Regions from separate parts of the Sus scrofa genome. Here region 1 is linked to region 2. The links are chromatin contacts, called in public HiChIP or PLAC-seq maps. All regions are on one chromosome and are shown on one strand. Each heading gives the region's core, a stretch centred on a gene start, on an enhancer-like site or on the middle of the called end of the contact. The rest is flanking DNA. Distances are from core to core; before and after follow the strand shown. Region 1 overlaps AHCYL2 (adenosylhomocysteinase 3). Region 2 has its middle 25 kb from the start of ZC3HC1.

Region 1 (5,824 bases), core at 2,396-4,895, 540 kb after region 2:
ATTTTTATTTTAAAGAATCTGTATGTTCTAATATTTGTATACTAAATAAAAATTCTTTTTTATTTTTATTTTTTATTTTTTATAGCCACACCTGTGGCACATGGAAGTTCCCAGGCTACGAGTTTAATTGGAGCTGCAGCTGAGGCCTATGCTGAAGCCACAGGAACACCAGATCCGAGCCGCATCTGCGACCTGCACTGCAGCTTAAGGCAATGCCAGATCCTTACCTACTGAGTGAGGTCAGGGATCAAACCCGCATCCTCACAGAGACAATGTCGGGTCCTTAACCTGCTGAGCTACGAGGGGAACACCTAAGTAACAAGTCTAATAAAAAAAGGATTTGTAAACAACTCCACTAATTTAGGCTAACCTCTTCATATAATTTGCCCAAGGCCATATAGTAAGTTAACAGCAGAACTACTCTTAACGGCTTAATTTCTTTACCTTTCAATATCTGATCCCATTTTTTCCCTCTCATTTTTTCACCTTAAAGAATTTCTCTCTTACAACTAAGATTCCTGAATTTGTCCAACAAAAGAATGCTTTGAGACTTACCTACAAAGCAATATCTATCAACTAGAAGAGTGGCTGGGACCAAGAATATAAGGTCTATTTAAAGAGCTATGAGTCAAGACTGCTGGCCTCAAGCAGGAGAGAAGGCAGGTATGAGTGGGAGAAGGGCAGAGCTTGGAAGCTGGTTTAACTAGACTTTAAATCATTGCTGTTTAGAAAGAGTAGCTCAGGAATCTGGTTAGAAGGAGCTATGGAAACACACCTGAAAAACATAAATAGATTCAAGTCTAGTAGAAACACAGACAGGAAACTGTTACCTCTGTTATCTCTGGAGCATGGAGACTTTGTCTTTCTATATTATAGATAGTGGTAATGCTTAAATATTATAAAATGTACATGAACTACTTTTGTAATTAGAAGAATAAAATAAAGATTTAGAATAAAACAAAGCAGGAGTTCTCTTCTGGCTTAACGGGTTAAGGGTATGGTGTTACTGCGGTGGCTTGGGTTGCTGCTGTGGCATGAGTTTGATCTTGGGCCCTGGGAACTTCTGTATCCCGTGGGTATGGCCAATAAATAAATAAATAAACAAAATAAAACAAAGCAAAATGTCTTTGTAACAACTTTTTTTTTTAAAGGAAAAAGAAAAAAATGTGGGATGGGAACAGTAAAAAGAAAGTAACCTTGAAGAGTGGTAATGTTCAGTGAGCCAGGGGGTAAAAAAGAAACTAGATGTAATTTAGCAACATGAGACAGTACAGAGGCTCTTACTATTTTAAGCCACCACACTCAAGTCTCATGTCCCTGACCAGGGAAGCCCAAAAAAGTTTCCACGAGTGTTTCTGCCTTGATTCATTAGTCTATAGCTTCAAAAAGAGACAGCCTTTCAATTTATTACACTAATTTTGGGCCGCAAAAGTACTCTTTTCCTCAGAAATACGTAACCCAGAAAAGTGTCACAGGGAAGATGCTACAGTAGCTATCTGTGTCTCGAGGAATCTCTGCTGTTCTTAATAAAGGATATGGCCACATATGTGTTGTGCACCAGCAGACAATCTTTTTTTTTTTTTTTCCATATGCTAAAGATATTTATTATTGGAGTTCCTGTCGTGGCTCAGTGGTTAACGAATCTGACTAGAAACCACGAGGTCGCGGGTTTGATCCCTGGGCTCGCTCAGTGGGTGAAGGATCTGGCATTGTCGTGAGCTGTGGTGTAGGTCGAAGATGCGGCTCGGATTCCACATTGCTGTGGCTCTGGTGTAGGCTGGCAGCTGTAGCTTCCACTGGACCCCTAACCTGGGAACCTTCCATATGCAGTGGATGCAGCCCTAAAAAGCAAAAAAAAAAAAAAAAAAAAAAAAAGTGCAGGACAGTCTCCTACAACAAAAAATCATACCATATCTGGCACAATTTTAAAAGTTCCAATGAAAAGCTCACATGAGTGAGAAATCTATAATTATCTGAGTTTAGAACTTTATTCCACTTTACAGAGCAACAAAAGTACTGTTTTAGTTTTAACACAAAAATAATTAAGACTGCAACAAGTATGTAAATTAAAACTTTTTCGTTGTTATTCATAAATTTACAAGAAGCTTATAATTTCAGAAAATTATATAATTTGGCAATACTGCTGATGCTCTGGAACCAGTAATACATTTCTATATATATACATTTGTAGCACTCTCATTCAAACAACGCATATAGGCAAGTAGAAATATCTGACTATTCTACTAAACTTGTACTCAAGCACTTACATATTGAAATATACATTATTTTATTATTATAAATTGCTTTCCTTTTGTTCTTCCTTCATATTTCAATAAGATTTATTTTTACAACATTATATGTACCCTAGCTATGTTATATTTGAATTTCAAGAAAATATAGGAGCATTGCAGAATATTTTTTAATAAAAAGGGATCACTGAATCTGATAAGGGTGAAAATTACTGGTCTAAACCAATCATGGGGAGTTCCATCGTGGCTCAGTGGTTAACAAACCCAGCTAGAATCCATGAGGCTAGGGTACGATCCCTAGCCTCAGTCAGTGGGTTAAAGATCCGGCGTTTCCGTGAGCTCTGGTGTAGGTCACAGACACGGCTTGGATCCCACATTGCTGTTGCTGTGGTGCAGGCTGGCAGCTACAGCTCTGATTTGACCCCTAGCCTGGGAACCTCCATATGCCTTGGGTGTGGCCTTAAAAAGACAAAAAATTAAAAAAAATAAAAAATAAACCAATCATGGTAACCCCAGTGCTTTTGCCAGGACAGTGGGGCATGGGCATGTGATCTAGTTCTGCTCAATGACATGACAGAGTATCCTGGAGGAATTCTGGGAAAGGTTTCCTTGCTCTAGGGAGAGACGAAGAAATGGTTCTTCTTCCTTTTCATGTCAGTTTGTGATGGCAGGAAGAGCTGCAGCCATCCTGCTGAGCCTGAGGATGAAGTAAGCCCAGTGGGGAGGCAGCTCCCAGAGAATCAAAGACAGATGATTCTATGGAGGAGACCTGAGATCCTTCAGCTGAAGTCCGCCTTACCCTTGGACTTGTAGCCATGTAATACAATAAATTCTTTTCTGTGTGGTCTGGGTTGAATCAGGTTTTCTCTTATTTGCAGCTGAAAGCTACCTAACACAGAGCTGCCCTGTAGCAGTGACACTGGAAGCAAAGATAAGGGAAGTAGCGTAGAACAGTGGAGAAAGCAAAAGCTTGGGAATCAGATAGACTGAAGTTTAATTCTAGATTTCATGATTTACTAGCTGTACACCCTTGGGCAAATTACTTAAACTCCCTGAGCCTCAGCTTCCTCGTTTATAAAATGGAAACAGGAATATGTGCTTTATGTGGCCATTACGAGGGTTAATGAACTAACACTTATTAAGCTCTTAACCTAGTTCTTGGCATGGTGCAAGCCCTCAATAGCTGATGGCTATTATTAACTACTGTTATGTGGAGGGAAGAAAAGGACTCACAGCAGTCTGAGCAGTGATGTGTGTACAACCCACAATTTTGGCTCCGGCCAAGGGTTTTTCTCCTTGAGCTCTCTTCCTCAAAGCCATCAGCGCCGGCATTTCTGCAAAGGCCCAATACATACACAGCAGTATTAGAGAGGAGGGTATGAGAGGTACAGAATAAATAGTACTAATGTACTAAGATCCTTCCCTGATCAGGTTCTCAGATTAGGTTTCTCAAGGGATCAAGACATTTAAACCTGAGGGACTTTCAGAGGCAAACGCTCCCGTGTTTGATTTCTGTATCCCAGTCTTCTGTATCTGGTCTCTCTCCCCCCTCTTCCATGACCTGCTAGAGGGTAATCCCTCCCCACACTGTTTCCTGAGCTCATATTTCTTTTGTTACAACTATTCTTCAAAATCACAGTGAAATTTCACAAACTACTAGACCCCAGAATATAAAAAGGGATGAATATGGATGAAAAGACACTGGCAGCTTGAGAAAGAAAATGCATTTGTTTTCTTTACCTTGTTCAGCAATTTCAATTTCTCTTCGTCCAAACTCCGCCTGTTTGATGTTCTTGACACAGAAGTCACTGCTTCCCTTGGAATTCTTTTGCTGCTTGTCCCTGGGGGAGGTCTCATCATCCGAGCTATCTGTATATGAAGCCGCTGGAATGACAGAATAGAAAACCTTCAGAAGAAAAAATAGGTTCCTCTAAAACTCCAAACCATGGAGTGAACAGAGGCCTTGCTAGTAATCCAGCACCATGTAAATGTATACATTTGGCAAGCATCTAATTGGCGCCGAAGAGCTGCCTCAATCACCACCTACGGAAAGTGCCATCCACAGGCCACAAAGGAGACACTGAGAGAGGTTTCCAAAGACATTCCCCCTGGAAACTAGGGCTAACTTTACCTTCAGAACATGCAGAGGTCCTTGAAAATGAAAAAAAAAAAGAGAGGTTACACCAGTAGGTTCAAGTTCTTAAAGCAAGATCATGGTCATGAACCTATGAGTTTCTGGGATCTCAGCTACCCTTCAGTTTGCTGCTTAAGCACCTGATGTAATTTGTGTTTTAGGACAATAACTGAACAGATAAGACCTAGAAAATAAGGAACCCATGGGAAACTAATTAAGAACCACACAAAAAGTGTTTGTCTCACAAAACAGAGCTTTCTTTTTTTAGACTGGCTCTGATGAGGCTGAGCTATGCCCGCAGACCCAATTAGACATTGACAATGAAGTATTCAGTGTGCTCTCCCTTCTTGCTGGCCTCGGTGAGTTCTGCATTAAGCATTTTTGACTCCCAAAGAAGCAGATAAATCCTCTTTTGGTATAATTAAATGCTCTGATGACTAGTCCTTTTGGCAATATACACTAGAGGGTGGACAGTCTTAAGACTTTTGACCGTGGCTAACAGGCAGCAGCTGCTGCTGCTGCTGCTATTCCCATGTTTGACTGAGGTCTTTTTAGTCTTCGTATAATTCTGGAGTTGCTAACCATTTGCTGGATGATTTGAAGTAATTTCTTTCTTTATGTTTAAGTTTCTGAGGATAGTTTCTTCCCAAATAGTTCTCAAGGTTTGCGGCACGGCAGCGGGGGGAAAGGAAGTTTGGGGGACATAAAGCACTGTCTATAAAGCATTATATGTTTTTCTCAATGAGATAAGAAGTACTTCCACCATTTTTTTAAGGGGAGAAAGCTGAAAAAGCTCAGAGCTTCTAGAGTCACCTGATCTACTTATATCCAGAGAATTAAGGCATTTCTGGGATTTCTCCGTGAAGGGTCTATCTCTGGGAGGGCTGTAAAAGGCAAGTCTGACCTTGCCCGGTTAATCAGGCATGGCACTACAAAGCATTTGGGCAGCAGGGGCCCAAGTGTCTCTCTTAGAGCTGGAAAACTGCCCTGGTGCAAAGTCCTACCACGAGGCAACAAGAATGAACATGGGCACCAGAGGAGGTGAGGGAATTAATAAATCCCAGATGGACTTTTGTTCTGTACAAAAAGGAGCTAATCTGTACAAAAAGTCTACGGTTCTCCCTCCCAGGGTGAGTGAGAGCTCAAAGTACCTTTGGCAACAGAGCTCAGAAACAGTTTCCTGGGCAGTCATCTGTTTCACTAATCAATACTCAGAAAAAGATTATGAGTCGGAGGCTCAGGGGAACCATGCTTCTACCAGCTGAGAGAGGAAAGATAACAGTCCTCCCTTATCCTGACCCAAATTTACAGGAAAATTGCTTTTGAAGAAAGTGTTCATATTCAGAATATCCTGAAATTTCAAACACTATGCCAGAGCTATGATGATTTTGATGCTTCCCAATGGCTGTTTATATATAGTGGTTATGTGTTCTGGAATCAG
Region 2 (5,352 bases), core at 1,941-4,440:
GTATAGGTTTGGGCTGGACCTCGGAGATGAGTGGGAGCTGTGGGCTCCAGAAGGTCAGGGCCCTTGTCTGTCTTCTTTATCATCTCAACACTTAAACCTGCCTGGCACATGGTAGACACTTCAGAGGAGATGTGAGGCTGAGAGAACGTTGAGCAGATGAACAGAATATCCTGTGTTCCTGAAAGAGCAGGGATGCTGCTGTGGCTAGAGCTTTGCATTGAGTAGAAGAGAAAGGATAAAAGAATCCAAGTGGGGCCAGCTTGGAGTCTTGTATGTTATACTGAGGAGTTTGATTTTGATTCTGTGGGGAAAGGGTGAGCAGGGATGTGATATTTGTGCTCAGGAAGAGAATCCTGAAGTCTGTATAGCGAGCACAGGGGAGGCAGGAATCTGCGGGAGGTATGATGTCGGGGAAGTGGCTGCTTTGATTAGGATGTCAGTGGTGACTTCACCGTGATGGGTTTGGGTGTGAGGGGTGGGGGGTGGTCAAGGATGCCCTTGAGGTTCGTGGCCTGTCCTGTCAAGATAGCTCAGGTGGGGAGGGAAGACAATTTTACTTTGAACGTTTTGAGTTCAGTTATGTAAAAATATGTCTAGAGATGGCATTCTAGAGGTCAGGAGAGAAGGGTTCAGTGTGTGAAAGTCAAGGGCCATTGTTTCAAATGCTCAAAATCTATAGAACCTAGAGCCACAGAGAGTGACGCTGTCAGTCATATCATCTCCCAAGGACCCTAATGCCAGCCTGTTGAACAGTGTACCTGAGGGCTCCAGGCTACCTGTCCAGTTTCCAGTGAACATGCCACTAGACTGGACTGAGTGGACTTTCGCATAGTAAGCAGCAGTCTTAGGTGGGGTGATGACTCATTTTACATGCCAATTTAATTGGGTTCAAGGATGCCCAGATAGCTGGCAAAATCTTCTTTCTGGATGTGTCTGTGAAAGGGTTTCCAGAAGAGATGGACACTGAGTCGGTAAACATAGTAAAGAAGATGCCGCTCATCAACATGCGTGGGCACCATCCAGTCCACTGAGAGCCCGAATCTAACCAAAAGGGGGACTTCACGTCGTGGCACAGTAGAAACGAATCTGACTAGGAACCATGAGGCTGCGGGTTCGATCCCTGGCCTCGCTCAGTGGATGAAGGATCCAGCGTTTGCCGTGAGCTGTGGTGTAGTCACAGATGTGGCTCGGATCTGGCGTGGCTGTGGCTCTGGCGTAGGCCGGCAGCTGTAGCTCCAATTAGACCCCTAGCCTGGGAACCTCCATATGCTGCAGGTGTGGCCCTAAAAAGGACAAAAGACAAAAAAAAAAGGACAAAAAGGCTGAGGAAGGACAACTTTGCTCTCTCCTTGAGCTGGAAGCTCCATCTTCTCTTGCCCTTGGACGTTGGAGCTCCTGCTTCTCGGGGCTTTGGACTTGGACTGGGGCTACAGCACTGGCGTTCTGGGCCTCCAAGCTTGTATCTGGCAGATAATGGGACTTCCAGGTCCTGTAATTGCCTGAGCCAGTTCCCATAACAAACCTCTTTCTTTATATCTGTACATATCCTATTGGTTCTGTTTCTCTGGAGATTTCTGACTAATATAGATGGGATTGAGCTCATGAACTTACTTTCCCAAAGCATTTGTTTTCTTCCACATGCTAGGCCATCGCTTCAAGCCCAGGCGGTTATTCATTCTTCTTGTGGGTTGTTCCTCTGGAAGTTTTTGGTTTGACCTTTCTGGTAACCCAATTTTCCTGATTTAATTCTTTTTTTTTTTTTTTTTTTTTTTGTCTTTTTGCTATTTCTTTGGGCCGCTCCCACGGCATATGGAGGTTCCCAGGCTAGGGGTCGAATCGGAGCTGTAGCCACTAGCCTACGCCACAGCCACAGCAACGCAGGATCCGAGCCGTGTCTGCAACTTACACCACAGCTCACGGCAACGCCGGATCGTTAACCCACTGAGCAAGGGCAAGGACCGAACCCGCAACCTCGTGGTTCCTAGTCGGATTCGTTAACCACTGCGCCACGACGGGAACTCCCTGATTTGATTCTTTATTTGAATTTTTTTTTCTTTTGACAGACCCTTTTAAAAAAGGAAATTGCCTAAGATTTCATTTTGCTATTTTACTATCCATAAAGCATTATAAGTCATCTTTCTAAGGAATTTTCCCACTTAGACATAGTGAGGCTAGATGGCTTAGGGGATACATATCATCTGCGTTAGTTGTCTCTAATGGCTCTCTTGCCAGCAAATAGGATTTCCAACACTTTCCTCTCTACCTCCCAGGTCAGAACCTTCTTTTGCAGTCTTGGTCTCAGACGTCAAGGCAGGTGGTTGTATCTTGAAGACCCCTGGCTGTTCAAGGCCATTCCAGCTTCCTAGTTTGGCCACTCCTACCAGTCTTCAGATTCTTGTTTTTACTATTTTTCTCCACTGAGGCCTCTAGAATTCTATGTTCTGTTTTAACAAAAGTTGCATTTCTCAAGTCCAAGTAGATTTTGTTTTCTCAGAGGTTAAGACTGAAGCTCGGAGTTCCTCTCGTGGTGCAGAGGAAATGAATCCGACTAGGAACTATGAGGTGGCGGGTTTGATCCCTGGCCTCACTCAGTTGGTTAAGGATCCAGCATTGTCATGAGCTGTGGTGTAGGTTGAAGACGAGGCTCTGATCCCACGTTGCTGTGGCTGTGGTGTAGGCTGGCAGCTACAGCTCCAATTAGACTCCTAGCCTAGGAACCTTCATATGCAGTGGGTGTGACCCTAAATAGACCAAAAAAAAAAAAAAAGACTGAAGCTCAGAGACATCTAATAATAAGCTCTGTCATACAGCTAGAATGTGACAGAGCCACGCCTAAATCCACGTTCCCCAGCCTTCTGTTCCTTCCATTATAACAGGGCTTGGGAATATCTTTCAGCGTGGTGAGTCTCTGATTTTCTTTTCCTGAGCACAAAGTTGAGATCTGCCTCTCACGGCAGAAAGAATACCCGTGTCCAGAATGAGTCCTTTGCCTCGCTTTTTTTAGATTTTAGCCAACATGAATAGCCTTAGCAGATGGAACATTCTCTTCGGGGGCTTTCCTCATTTACTTGTCAAACTCTTAGACCAGTTGTGGCTGCTTCGGAGCCAGCTTTTAAATCCCTTCCACCCTGTTCCATCTTAGGAACAGAAACAGCTGCATGTACAGAGCAAAAGAACAAACACTTCTTCCTCCTCAGTTTTCCTTGCTATTTTTAGTTTTACTCCTATTCTGAGTCTCCTTTGGCTTTGCATAGCCGTGATCTGGCTCGGGTGACCCATGGCCTTGGAAGTGAATGCTGTGCCTGAGCCCTTTAATCAGAGACCATGGTTCCATCTTCATCCCAGCCTCTCTTTTCTCATTGCTTCTTGGCTGAAGTGGCAGTGGTGGCGGTGATTACTGTCTTTCTGTCCACAGCGCCTCTCTGGTTGAATCAACTGTTGTGTAGCTAAAGCCAATTAGGAAGAGAAGGAATGGGAACATTGATGAAATTTCTCTGGGGGGCCTGGGGGACCGTGGTATATCCAAAGATTCAGACCAACTTAATATACTTTCCAGCTTTCTGTCCTCACTTCTGTCAGCTCCCTGTCCATATCCTAGGGTTAGATTTGGGGAAAAAATGGCTGTTTCCCATGCAAGTCACCAACAGCCCTCCAGAGGGTGGAAGTAAGAACATACAGTCTTAGACCTGGAAGGATTTACCTCCAAGACTCTCACTGTTCTCATGAGGAAGCCACGGTCACAGAGACAAAATCATTTTTTAGCCTCCATGTCCATTTCCTAGCCGGTCTCATCCAGCTCGACCAAACCTAAGGAGGAGAATGAAATGCCCACGAGAGTCAGTCTCTGGGTGGCAGAATGGGTTTCGAGCGCTTTTGAAGTGATAGTGAGGCAAATACTGCAGCTGGGGTCCACTCCTCAGGCCTGAGAGAGGAACAATCTAAACAGGAAAACCTCTGAAAATTGATTTTTTACTACGATGAAGAGCTGTCACTGCAAGTATGTACTAAGTGCTGCTTAGTGTTTTAAAAAGCACTTTTCTAAACACTGCCTCCCAAGCCTGTGCTGTCTGCCTCCTGAGCAGGAATCTAGCTCAAAACAGGGAACGTTACAGACACGAAGCTGTTAAAAGTTGAAAGTAACCTAAGCATCTAACAACTGGAGAGTGCTTAGCTACATAGAGTATAAATCAGTGGAATGTAATTCAAACTATTGAAATGATCATTGTAATGATTCTGTTGATACGGAAATTTGTTTGCGAGATATATATGAGAAACAATGCCAGAGCATATATCTTCACTGTGATTTGTATACCCATGACTAAAAGAAAACTTGAGAAAATGAAAAGTCAAAGTAAGACAAAAAGACCAAAAAAAAAAAGTCAAAGTATTAAATGGGGTTATATAATTTTCTTTGAATTTTTTGGCACACTACTGTTGGTACAATGAATTTTTTAAAAAAAATCATCTCCTTAATCTTTATAGTTCTATAACCAATAGTCTGTGGCCTTGCAAAGATTTCTGGTAAGCTTTATATTCCCTCCTTAACCCATATCTAAAAGTTTTTCTATTTTATTGTTTCTCCTATACTTTTTGTATGCATTTGATGTAAGGTAGGTGAAAAACAATAAAAGTAATTAATGTGCAGAATGGGAGAAAGTATTTGCAAATGATGCAACTGATGGGATTAGTTTCCAAAATATACAAACAGTTCACACAGCTCAGTATCAAAAAAACAATGAAAAAATGGGCATGGAGTTCCCTGTGGCTCAGTGGGTTAAGGATCCAGCATTGTCACTGAGTCACTGCTGTGGCTTGAGTTGCTGCTATGGAGAGGGTTCTAGGTTCCTGGCCCTAGAACTAATCCGTATGCCACGGGTGCAGCCAAAAAAAAAAAAAAAAAAAAAAAAAGGAATGGGCGGAAGATCTAAATGGACGTTCTCTAAAGAAGACATACAGATGGCCAAAAGGCACATGAAAAGATAGCCAGTATCACTAATTATCAGAGAAATGCAAATCAAAACTACAGTGAGGTATCACCTCACACCACGCAGAATGGCCATCATCAAAAAGTCTACAAGCAATAAATGCTGGAGAGGGTGTGGAGAAAAGGGGAGCCTCCTACACTGTTGATAGGAATGTACATTGGTGCTGCCACAATGGAGAACAGTGTGGACGTTGCTTAAAAAACTAAAAATAGAGCTACTATATAATCCTGCAGTCTGAGTCCTGGCCATATATCTGGAGAAAACCATAATTCAAAAAAAGATACATGCACCCCAACATTCATTGCAGCACTATTTACATTAGCCAAAACATGGAAGCAACCTAAATGTCCATCGACAGATGAATGGA

Evidence for each region. HiChIP or PLAC-seq counts read pairs in DNA pulled down with a chosen protein or histone mark.
Region 1: a contact with region 2 is called in an H3K27ac HiChIP or PLAC-seq map of skeletal muscle. The contact joins two enhancer-like sites. A contact is called at or near these places in 1 of 47 Hi-C or Micro-C datasets (embryonic fibroblasts) and 1 of 2 datasets of contacts at active chromatin or transcription factors (skeletal muscle).

Annotation. Positions count from the first base shown.
Region 1 is chr18:19,298,871-19,304,694 of Sscrofa11.1, forward strand. It overlaps AHCYL2 (adenosylhomocysteinase 3), which reads right to left. Exons shown (of 17, transcript XM_005657758.2): 3 at 3,990-4,133; 4 at 3,483-3,583. Among named protein-coding and RNA genes, the nearest start is that of STRIP2, 46 kb to the left of the region's middle. Within about 2 kb of position 3,646, at least 11 of the 83 cell types and tissues checked have an H3K27ac peak or open chromatin away from gene starts, as enhancers often do. A contact at or near this core is called in skeletal muscle, where this site is marked.
Region 2 is chr18:18,763,536-18,768,887 of Sscrofa11.1, forward strand. No RefSeq gene overlaps it. Among named protein-coding and RNA genes, the nearest start is that of ZC3HC1, 25 kb to the left of the region's middle. Within about 2 kb of position 3,191, at least 2 of the 83 cell types and tissues checked have an H3K27ac peak or open chromatin away from gene starts, as enhancers often do. A contact at or near this core is called in skeletal muscle, where this site is marked.